Linked DNA regions of Sus scrofa: region 1 is linked to region 2. A link is a contact called in public HiChIP or PLAC-seq data. All regions are on one chromosome and are shown on one strand. The core of a region is the stretch at or near the end of the contact, and the rest is flanking DNA. Distances in the headings are between cores, read along the strand shown.

The links. HiChIP or PLAC-seq counts read pairs in DNA pulled down with a chosen protein or histone mark.
Region 1: a contact with region 2 is called in an H3K27ac HiChIP or PLAC-seq map of alveolar macrophages. The contact joins the promoter of SPTSSA here to the promoter of EAPP in region 2. A contact is called at or near these places in 3 of 47 Hi-C or Micro-C datasets (epiblast stem cells, heart right ventricle and skeletal muscle) and 2 of 2 datasets of contacts at active chromatin or transcription factors (alveolar macrophages and skeletal muscle).

The regions. Positions count from the first base shown.
Region 1 is chr7:65,301,471-65,304,170 of Sscrofa11.1, reverse strand. It overlaps SPTSSA (serine palmitoyltransferase small subunit A), which reads right to left and starts at 1,284. Exons shown (of 2, transcript XM_001926473.3): 1 at 1,064-1,284. The coding sequence starts at 1,280.
Region 2 is chr7:65,238,682-65,241,543 of Sscrofa11.1, reverse strand. EAPP (E2F-associated phosphoprotein) reads right to left here and starts at 1,335. Exons shown (of 6, transcript XM_001928370.5): 1 at 1,154-1,335. The coding sequence starts at 1,227. All of the region lies in intron 3 of LOC110261577 (a long non-coding RNA gene), which reads left to right.

The DNA of each region.
Region 1 (2,700 bases), core at 35-2,534, 63 kb before region 2:
TCATTCTACCACAATGCAATAATGCATTTGCAAAGTTGTTCAAAGTTGTTCTGAAGCTACTCCAAACTAAACCACATTGAAGAGGAGAGGCCCTATAGGAAGCAAGCATGCTACGTAAATTATGTTCCTCATTGGCCCCCAAGTTAAAAAAAAAAAAGTTACATCTAATTATTAGTGTTTATTCTAGAATAATATCAAAGGATCTCAACACAGACAAGTGGAGACACTTCGGGAAGCATTTCTTCACAACCTTGAGTTATTAACTGAGGTTATGAAAGTTAGATGCCTTAAGATAACAGGCAAACTGCTTAGCAGAGTTGCTTGGCTCACAGTAAACGCTCAATAGTCGGACAAGTAGTTATTGGCGATCTATTAAACGGTTTCAAACACTACCTACAACTAACCACAAATTCCTTTCGAGCTTGACTGCTAAGAACTGTGCAAATGGCAAATTAACGAGTAGAATGCACTTTTTAAACTAACCATCATGAAGACCAAATAGGTACAATTTAAAAAATTGCTTTCTAAAACTATATTGGGACGCCATGAACACAAATTCACAACCGGATTTAAAAGCTGATAAACTGGTTAGCATTTTCATTAGAACTAAAGCCAGGTAAATCAGGGACAGTTAAAGGTCAAAGCCGTCCGAGCCGGGAGCAATCTGCTCCACTTACACCTCCCACAAGAACAGGAGACTGAACCAAAGGATGCCACGGCTGAAGTGCAAGGGTAGGCACACCAGGCACACATCGCCGGAGGGGAATCTCCTCCACTAATAAAGACGCTTCTATTTCGGGTCAAGTGACTCATCCGCGACCTCGGATCTCAAGAGTTCCCGCCGCCTCCCCACCCCCCACCACCGCAGGAGCGTCACCCTCGGCGCCGAGACCTCGGCTCCGCGTGCCCGCCACGAAGAAACGAGTCGGTGCGCGGCTCCCGCGGGGCCGCCTCTCCGCCCTCCCGCCGCCCCCCTACCACCCAGCCCTCCAGGGCCTGGGCCCCGGGAGGATGCGGCCCCGGCTCCGCGCCCCCACCGGGCCCCGAGGCCCGGGCAGGATACTGAACACAGTCCGCTCCCACGGCTCCAGCATGTAGAGCGCCGTGACCAGCAGGTACTGGTAGTAGAACCAGGACATTTGCTTCCAGGCCCGCGCCAGCGCCATCCCGGACAAACCGCCACCCGCGTTGCAGCTGAACGTCAGTCTGTCCGGCCGGCCTCCCGTGCGCGCCCTAAACCCCCGGCCACCAGGCCCGCCCGCCCGCCACCCCGCGCCCATTGGCCCGCCCGGCCCGGCGCGTCACCCGTGGGCACGCCCAGCTCCGCGCGCGCTCGGACCGCCGGCCGCGAGCCCCGCCCTGCCGGCGCTCATTGGCCAGGCCTCGGCCTCGCGCCGTGTCCGCCCCCTCGGTGTTTCCGCCCTCCCCGGGCCGCGCCCACGCGAGCCGGAGAACTGTCCCCGCGAGAGCGCCCCGCCGGGCCCCGCCCGGCCCAGCCTCGAGCGGTAGTTGGTGGGCGGGGCGTTGTGCCCACTGGGGGCGGGCGCTGGCTCCCTTGTACGGTGGGTCCACCCAAGTCTTGCCCAGAAACAAGGGTCGAAGAAATATTTGTGAAATACCAGTGATGCCTTAGGCGTCCTACTGGGCTGGAGGATTACTAGTGTGAACAGGAACGTAATACGTTCCTTACCTCGTCGGGTACGGTTTACCATCTAGCGAGGGAGACAAGCGGTCAGCACACACATGCAATCAGAGCTGTGATCAGTGCAGAGAAGGAGAATAAGGTGCTCGGAGAGGATGCAGAGGTGAATAGAACCCGGTCAACGAAGTTAGGGAAGGCATCTGAGAAAAAGAGATGAACCCTTGACCCTCTTCCTCCCTCCCCATGCACACATGCACTCAGACACACAAAAACACCCACATAGACCGACATCTGTGCATTCCTGAACCTAAAGACAAAAGAGATTACCCTAAATACATCTATCTGTTCACTTCTTTTAGTGTTTCTAGGTGCTATGTAGGTCAAGGCCAGGAGAAAGACGCAGATCTTGTGGGTTCTGCAGGCGACAGGCCGCTTGCAGTCTGTCTGTAGGCAGGTACCTCCAGGAGATTTGCCCTTAAATGTTCAGGTTTTTCCACTGGCAAATGAGCCAGCAACAATGCACTCACCTTCAGGAATGAAGACGCACAGTTAGTGAGATAATTAAATGGCCTGTCATTGAAATGTTAAAAGTTTTCTAAATAGCCTTTTGCTTAAACTTTTAAAACTTTACTGGTTGATAACTATTTATGCATTTAGACTGCTGTCGAGCTAAACATAAGGGATAGAAAGACAGACAGACTGAGATCTGCCTTCATAAATTACCTGGTCTACCAGGGAAGAGAAGCAAGTTAACGGATTACAGTGAATTGTTGTAAAGGGTATTTTTATGTTATGTGTAGAATGCTATGATAGCCCAGAGAAAATGAAATTGGTATTGTAAAAGTCTTCTGGGTTTTTTTGTTTGCTTGCTTTCTGTTTTTGTCTTTTTAGGGCCACACCCACTACATGTGGAGGTTCCCAGGCTAGGGGTTAAATGGGAGGTGCAGCTGCTGGCCTGTGCCACAGCCACAGCAACGCCAGATCCAAGCCATGTCTGTGACCTACATAATAGCTCATGGCAATGCCAGACTCTTTAAACCACTGAGCAAGGCCAGGGA
Region 2 (2,862 bases), core at 86-2,585:
CTGATTCTTGGACTCCATCCTCACTCCCCACAACAGAAATCTTCACAGCAGCTCAACCTCCCATACCTCTAACCCCTCCACAGGGTAACATAAGTAAACACTGCAACTAAAGGAAAGGCAGTTTCACGGAAAGCTTAGTCCCACAGAATGTCTTAAAGTTAATGAATGAGAGTTCCAGTTGTGGCATGGCGGAAACAAACCCGACTAGGAACCATGAGGTTTCATATTCGATCCCTAGCCTTGCTCAGTGGGTTAATGATCTGGTGTTGCCGCGAGCTGTGGTGTAGGTCGCTCGAAGACAGGCTCAGATTCTGCGTTGCTGTAGCGTGGGCCAGCAGCTGTAGCTCCGACTGGACCCCTAGTCTGGGAACCTCCATATGCCGCAGGTTCGGCCCTAAAAAGTAAAAAATAATAAGGTTTATGAACAAGATCTTCTGACAGTTTTAAAAAATGGCTAAAAGTGCCTGGAAATCTCTCGTCAACATAACTGCAAATTTCCCCCAGACAAGATTAACCCCTCCCTCCTGGAAATTCCCACGGTACTTAATCTGTGACTATCCGAGGTCATCTTTTCCTACAGTACTCTTGGAGAAACACATTTATTTCCCAAGCATACATCTTCCAAAATAAGTATCTTATTTCCCCTACTTTACCGTAGGCCTATAGAAGACAAAAAATCTTATGATTGACCTATGTCGCCCAAACCAAGCATATATTAGATGCTCAAAAAAAAAGTTAAATATTCCCTTATTTCTGTTTACAGCAGTTTATTCTTCATGATGGTCACTTCACAGTAAGTCCCGTGAGCTTAACATATCTCTGATATACTTACTATACTTCCTTTTTATGGATGAGAAATCGAAGATAAGTGCTTTCCTTCGGTCACAGTGCTAGTAAGATGCAGAAGCAAGATTCCATCTCACAGCTTTTGAATCTTACGCATAATTCCAGAATACGCCCCTTCCCCGCGCGTGTGTCGGCCCCGCCTCCCCGGTGGCTGCGCGAACACACCAGAACCCCCTCGGCGTCCCACTGGTGACAGCAGGGAGCGACGGGCGTCCGAACCGCCGGGCCGAGCGTCTGCACCTGCCCGGCAAGCGCACTGAGGGGGGGGGGTCGAAGCCTCGAGGGCCGGGGCGGGGCAGGGGCCCACCTGCTCAAAGCCGGTTCCTCGTCGCTAGGTTCTTCAACTGCGTAGGGGTCGTAGTCACCTTGGAGGCGGTTCATGGTGGCCTGCACCCACCAACACCGTCCTCAGGCGTCGACAGGATATCTGTTTACTCCGCCGGTCCCTTCCCTAAAGCGCTCCTACACCACTTCCGCCAGCACTTCCTGCGCGCTTGCGCAGACCATCCCAGCAAGGGGTGGGGAAAGGGGAGCGTCCCAGTGTCCTGCTGCTGCGCCCTGCAGCTTCTGCTTCCTAGGAACCCGCTTCCTTATTTCTTATTCATTATTATTATTACGAAGTTACAGTCGGCACCCTCAGAAGTGGCAGTCTCTGAGATTAGCCCTGTACTTGCAGTGTGTCACGTTATGACGAGAAAACGCCAACATCTGTGTGCTGAGGAATTGTAGCCTGAGATCGGGGCCAGTAGGTCTCCAGACAGTAGCACCCGATGTCCCCAACCTTCTCTCCTGAAGTCCTTATGCCTTCTTTTCACGTGAGACTGCCTTTCCCTCACACTGCTCACTTCTCAGTCTGACCTCTGCCCTACCGACTACCTACCGAAAAGTTGCGAGGTCGTCACCTAAGTAATTGCCTTTACTTGGCCTCTTTTCCGTCCCGAAAGAAAGAAAGAAGTTCCCATTGTGGCGCAGCGGAAAGGAGTGTGACTAGGAACTATGAGGTTGCAGGTTCGATCCCTGGCCTCGCTTAGTGCTTTAAGAATCTGTCGTTGCAGTGAGCTGTGGTGTAGGTCGCAGATGGGGCTCGGATTCCGCGTTGCTGTAACTGTGGCCTAGGCTGGCGGCTGTAACTCTAATTGGACCCCTAGCCTGGGAACCTCCATATGCCGTGGGTGAGGCCCTAAAAGACAAAAAACCAAAAAAGACATTTTCCTCCCCTTTTTCTGTAGGCCTATACTCCAGGCCTGCCTCCTTACCAACAGCTCTCCCCTCTTCTTGATTCTAATCAGATGACTACCCGGTCTTATTTAATCTTTGCCTTCTCCCCCATGCACTGCCGGTTTTCCAATTGCTTTGCTCCATATCTCCGCCTGTTGCAGCGCTGACAATTCAGTCAGTGCAGCCCAACTCAGCTCAGCATCTTTCCATCCCATTCTTATACCTCACAAATAGCTACCTATGACCCAGTTTCTGCCTTTGGAAGTTCCTGTTGGGGGCAGAGGAAACAATTTGAGCAGTATCCCTGAAGGATGTGGGTTCAATCCCTGGCCTCGCTCAGTGGGTCGGGGATGGGGGTTGCCATGAGCTATGATGAGCGATGGTATAGGTCTCAGAGACTGCTCAGATCCTGCTTTGCTGTGGGTGTGGTGTAGGCCGGCAGCTGTAACTCCAATTAGACCCCTAGCCTGGGAACTTCCATATGCGGCAAATATCGCCCTAAAAAGCAAAAAAAAAAAAAAGTCGTATATTTAAAAAAAAAAATTTCTGCCCTTGGCTGCTTCCTCCATCCTCACAAGTGCCATAGACCAGAAGTCTTGGAACTGATTGATTCATTTCTCTGCCCCTCCATGAGCCCCAGGTCCCAAGTACTGCAGATCTCTTAGCAACTTTTCTCTCATCTACATTCCACCTCCTCACCCCTCACCTTGACTATTGAATAGGCTCTTAATTGACAGCCTTGTTTTGTTTTTGTTCCCTCTCCTAACAATGCTATTGTCTACCAGTATAGCTTTACTG